2 separate regions of the Rattus norvegicus genome follow, and region 1 is linked to region 2. Evidence: chromatin contacts called from public Hi-C data. All regions are on one chromosome and are shown on one strand. The core of a region is the stretch at or near the end of the contact, and the rest is flanking DNA. Distances in the headings are between cores, read along the strand shown.

Evidence for each region. A called contact is a pair of places that touch in the nucleus more often than the background predicts.
Region 1: a contact with region 2 is called in a Hi-C map of psoas muscle, with 3 times the contacts expected there. The contact joins the promoter of Rtn4ip1 here to the promoter of Cd24 in region 2. A contact is called at or near these places in 9 of 12 Hi-C or Micro-C datasets (the A7r5 cell line, the Rat2 cell line, Schwann cells and 5 more).

What each region holds. Positions count from the first base shown.
Region 1 is chr20:48,963,554-48,966,326 of GRCr8, forward strand. Rtn4ip1 (reticulon 4 interacting protein 1) reads left to right here and starts at 1,382. Exons shown (of 9, transcript NM_001107644.3): 1 at 1,382-2,051. The coding sequence starts at 1,778. It overlaps Qrsl1 (glutaminyl-tRNA amidotransferase subunit QRSL1), which reads right to left and starts at 1,259. Exons shown (of 11, transcript NM_001014034.2): 1 at 1,138-1,259. The coding sequence starts at 1,161.
Region 2 is chr20:48,655,122-48,658,056 of GRCr8, forward strand. Cd24 (CD24 molecule) reads left to right here and starts at 1,356. Exons shown (of 2, transcript NM_012752.3): 1 at 1,356-1,499. The coding sequence starts at 1,431.

The DNA.
Region 1 (2,773 bases), core at 132-2,631, 310 kb after region 2:
ATCTGCATACCAATGGATGCATAGACTCATAGACTTACTTATTTTAAAATAAGGAATTAAATCCTGGCTGCAGGTTGCTTCAATGTTGTTCCCTTTTTCAGTTTACCAATATTTTGATTTGCTATATCAGTGCCGAGAACACCACTTTGCATAAGTATGTTGTATGAAATGGTAGGAGCATGTATAGAGCCATACTGGGAAAAGCTGAATAACCTCACATCGAACTTATTTAATAACTTTTGAATGAAACTCAAGTCGATAACTCAAGCAGCCATTTTCAGTATCAAGCACCTTAATGCAATAGAACCCAGAGAAACACAAATTTCACACTTAGGGTACGGACGCGCTGAGGAATGATTTAGGAAAATATTAAAAGGTTTTGTTCTCTGCAATTAAACAATTATGTTTCCACAAGTGTAGAAAGGTTGCACATATGTTAAATCCTAACACAGAACACCCTCGATTCTGAGTTGAGATGTTTCAGGCATTTGCTGGGTAGTGCACACATACTGCTCTGAACCTCGCGCAGAGAAGTCGTGAGGGAGCAACATTGGGTGCTGTCAGAAACATCTTGAATTCACAACGCGTTTGCCCACTGTCTCTAAGAAACATCCCCTTTCCCCTTTTAAACTGCTGTCAAATTTTCTCCTACATTTGTGGTTGCGACCTATTGCTTAAATAGGGGTTAAAACATGATGTGTAGAAACCCTAGTTGTTCGGCCGTGTTTTTCCTTTGTTTTTTTTTTTTAAGCCATAATTTATTTATTTATTTATTTTTTGGCCATCATTTTTTTGGTTTGTTTGAAATTTGCATGCTATAAAATCGCCCGGTCCCTAAGCGAGCACAGCAGCGACAGGCTTGAAATGGCTTGTCTGAGAAACCGTTCCCAAATCGCGCGGGAGGGATGCAATTCCACTCCACGGCTCGGGGGGTTCAACAATTTCTCTTGACGTGGCTGACTCCTGGGAATTGATAGAGGGTGTACGTAAGAGCCTAGGTTCGAATCCCACTTCCCACTCAGGAATGTAGGCGGCCAGGCGGAGCGAGCAGTGCGGGGTGACCCGGGGCGACCTTGAACTTCCAAGTCCTCCAGTGTCTCCGCCCTCCCTGATCCACTCCTGGCCACGTCCACTCACTTCTCGGAGAGTCCGGCCCAGCATAGTCCTCTGAGTCAGCCCAGTACCACAGGATCCCAGAGCAGAGGAAGAAGTCAACGTCGGTCACCGGCGTTACATGGGCGCAGACATCTTGGATCCTCACGCCCCCTCCTCAACAACGAGCGCCTCGATTGGTCGATTTCCAGGATGCGGAAATGATCCCTGCACACGATTGGCTCGCGAGCCGGCGGCAGGAGGCTGCGCGCGGACAAGCAAGGAGACCGCGGCCGGGGTCGCCTCGGGATTGCAAGCCCTGTTTGCTCGTCCTGCTGAGGACTCCCTGCTTGTTTGCTTTTTTCCTTAATGGGAAGGAGAGCGTAAGGAAGGAATGGCCAGAGTACTGGCTGGACGCCATTTCTGAGTGGGGAGCACAGTAGCAATTCTATTTTCTTCTGTTGCTACTTTAGGTTGAGCTTGTTTCTGAAAGCTCCTCCTCCCTTAATTGACCAGTGGGTTTGGCAGAATTTGGCTGAATTGAAGCTTGTTCGTTTGACCCGCCCCAGGTCCTCTCTCCGCCTCCCCACCCACGTTCCTCCTTTCTTTCGCTTCTTTTCCCTTCCTTCCTTCCTTTTTTTAATTTTTTTTTTTTTTGAGGACACGTTCTCCATCCCTGCGCAGGATGGAAGTTTTGAAGACTTGTGTACTTAGAAGAAATGCTTGTGCCGCCGTGTGCTTCTGGAGAAGGAAAGTTATCACGAGGCCACCATATAGAGGCATTAGTACTACGTCTGCGAGGAGCACTGTCATGCCCGCTTGGGTGATAGATAAATATGGAAAGAATGAAGTCCTTCGATTCACCCAGAACATGATGTTACCTATCATACACTATCCAAACGAAGTCATTATCAAAGTCCATGCTGCCAGTGTAAATCCTATAGATGTTAACATGAGAAGTAAGTTGCCCAGGTTTTTTTGTTTTTGTTTTTTTGTTTTTTTAAATCAAATTCACTGGGTACACGGGTGTTTTGTTGGTTTTGTTTTGAAACAAGGGATCGTTGTCTAGCCTAGGCTGGCCTCCAACTCATTGTATACACCTGAGTAGTCTCCACTCTGCAGCCCTCCTGTTCTGCCTCTCCAGTCCTGGGATACAGCAGGTGTAGACCTCCACACCTAGTTAATGGACTACGTTTTGGTTGGCTTGAAGGAATCATTTAGGTTTCTTATTACGTGTGTTTATTTTGTGGTTGGGTGTGTGGAACAGGGCCCAAGTGGAGGTCACAGGACATCCTTTGGGGTGAGTTTTTTTCCTTCTACCATGTAGGCTCAGGGGATTAAACTGACCATGAGTCTTGGTGGCAGGCACCACTGTAGGCAGAATGATCCAAAATTGTGTAGGTTTCTGATAAGATCCCTGCAAATATTTCCGAAGTTTCGACATCACGACTGCCAAGGTATACTTTAATCTTTTATTGAATGTGTTTGCTTCCTTTCACACTCAAATTGGGGCTGAGAACTGATTTGCTACTGTTGATTTGCTCTGTGGTAATTTTAGGGTCCAGCACAGGTTCCAGAGTTTGGTTATGTTTCTCCATCACTTCAGAGTTTGTGTTCATGTAATTCCTGTATCCTTCTTGCTGTCCCACTGTTCACAGCTTCTGTTAGAGGCCCAGTGGAC
Region 2 (2,935 bases), core at 106-2,605:
GAGCTGGGCACAGAATGACCTTTCTATACAGTGTGGTAACTGTTAGACAGGAAAGTTCACTGGCGCTATACAGAAATTCCTGTGTGTCCAAGCACATCTCACACGTGGAAAGTTACTGAGCGGCTGTGGCTGACCCGGTAAGGCTCAGGCCAACGCAGCCACAAACCGACGACTACGGAGTCCATTGTCAGCCTGCACCCATAAAACTCTGCTTTTACGAGGCTGTTCTGCAAAAAATTGAAATTTAAACAAATTTCCACCGTTGCTAGGTTTGTTTTGTTTGGCTTTTTACGGGCCGCAAAACACGTGGGCTACCACTTTAAATAGGAAGGTCCAGAACCCTGTGATTAAAATTTAAAAATATTCCACCACTAAATAATTTTCAAATTTGCTTTTGAGTTCTCACAAAGGAAGAGGGTCGAAAGAAAGATTCCATTAAAACGTACAGACCGATGACTGCTCTTTTTGCATCGGTTCGTCAAAATGACTTACACGGCAGCTATGGAGGAAAATGGCTTGAGCAAGTACTGGGCAGAACAAGCGCGTCCCCAGAAACGTGGAGATTATTTGGACCGAAACTCAGTCCCTCTCAGTGTCCCGCCCCGTGGCCGTGCGCAGTTGGCTGTTCCCTAGGTCCGGGTGGATGCTGCGGGGGGTTTGCCCGGGTGCGCTCTGCTGAATGCAGCACTAGACCAGCTCAAAACACAAAGCAAGCAGCCGAGCGAGGGGCGGCCGCCCAGCCGAGCATACTCACGGCTGGGGTCCGGGATCCCTGCGATCCCTGCGATCCCTGCGATCCCTGCGGTGCAGCCGCCAAGGGACAGCGCGAGGCGGCGCCGGGTCTGCTCGCCAACCCCACGCGCCACGGCCCAGGGACCTGCCAAGCCTGCCCAGTTCCCCCCTGCAGCGGGCACTTGAGAAAACCCAGCCCCGAGCTCCGCGCAGTCTGCGCGGCGCCCGCGGCTTCGACTTTTCCTGTTGGGGGGTAAGATGGCAGGGCCGGGGAAACAAAGGAAACTTAGGCCGGGCGGCGTGTGTGGTTCGTGTGCTCGCCCCGGGTCCCGTGTGGGAGTCGCCAGCGCCTGTGCACGCTGCCCGCCCCGGGAAACCCTAGCTGGGTCACAGCCCCGGGCGTCCGCCCACCTGCCGCGCTGGCCGCCTCGGGACATCCCAAGTCACCCGGGCGGGCTCCGAGCAGGCGGCGGGGGAGGGGGCGAGAGCGGCGCAGGGGGGTGGGGAGCGGGGAGGCGGCAGGGTAGGAGGAGAGCAGGGGTGGGCGGGCGCCGCACGTCACGGCTATTGTGGCTGTCCCGGTATATAAGGTCCCGCCGGCCGGCCGCGCTCCCCACCTTGCCTGCGTCCGCGCCAGCCGAGCACATCTCCACGCACCGAGCATCCAGAGAGTCGCGCCGCGCGCCGACGGAGCGGACATGGGCAGAGCGATGGTGGTCAGGCTAGGGCTGGGGTTGCTGCTTCTGGCACTGCTCCTACCCACGCAGGTGAGACCCTGCTCTCGGTGTGGCGTGGGGCCGCGTCCTGGGGGCGTGTGTGTGTGTGTGTGTGTGTGTGTGTGTGTGTGTGTGTGTGTGTGTGTAGCAGGGGTGAAGTCCCTACCTCCGGCCACGCACAGGGGTAGGGAGAGAATTTTATGTGACTTGGGGAACTCGTGGAGTGGACTCCCTAGAGAGAGCCCCCCCTCCCCTCCCACGGAGGGTCTTCGAGCTCCCTGCGAACCACACAAAGAGAGGGGACGGTCCCCTTCGGGGGAGCGTGGCACACGCCCATTCTCCACCGTCCAAACTGGTTTGGAGATCGCCCAGGAATCCCTGGTTGTGGCTCTGTCTTCCACCGGGGGTTCTCAGTCCTGAAGCTAGGGACCTCCCGACGCCACAAACTCCCGCGGTGCGACCCCACACCTCCATCCCTGGCCACCTTAGGGGCCCCATCTCAGCCCAGACCCAATGGCACTGTAGAGACGGAGGGCAGGACTCCAGTGTCCCGATTCTCCGCCAGGCTTTGTCCTAGTCCACAGCCGTTTCCTCTCTTAGATTTGTCCCGGGTACAGATCTCACCCCCCAACACCATGGGTGGCGCTGCTCTAGCTGCCTTAGCGAAAGGGTGAAGGAGCCGCGCCCAGAATGAGACCTGAGCCTGGGAGACCAGGGCGGGACTCGGAGAAGCAGACCGTGGCTTTCCACAGCCTTCGGTTCGCTCAGGGATGTCCCTCGGGCTTCGCCCCTGAAAAGTTGGGCGCGCCAGATTTTCGGACCCTAGAGATCCAGGCTCCGGGCTCACCTGGGAGAGCAGCCCAAGAGCTTGGAGCGCGCTTCGTCTTCCCCATCTCAGGCAGGGTAACTGTACCCCATTGTCTTCTCTGTGGGTTGGCTGTGCCCCGGGGCCTTTCTCAGTCCTCCCGAACCCCCATCTAGGAGGGGCTCAGCATCCCGAAACTGGTTGGTCTCACCCGGATTCCCTTCTCAGCTCCCTTCCCCATAGAAATGTTGAGAGGGAGGTGTTGGTTAAGCAAATCAAGGGAGCTTGGTGGAGAACTGTTAAGTGCCAATTTAATAATTAACATGTAAAAATTGGTTGTTGGTGTTGGAGAGGACCTCTAGACACAGATTGAGCATTGGGCTCCGTTACTATTATTATTATTATTATTATTATTATTATTATTATTATTATTTAGGGTTTTTTTTTTGTCACCTGCAGTAGTAAAAGATCTTTGTAAAAATAAAGAACGGTTACTTTCGGGTACCCATAGGACAGGCTCCGTGTTTTAAACAACTTAGCATATTAAGGTTTTCCTTTTTTTTTTTTTTTTTTTGTGGGAATGCCACTTCCTGATCGGACAGGGTCTTATCTTGACACACAGTAGGCCCCCAGTAAGTCTAAGTGTCTGGATCAGGATTTTGGTGTGCGCAAATCTACTTTG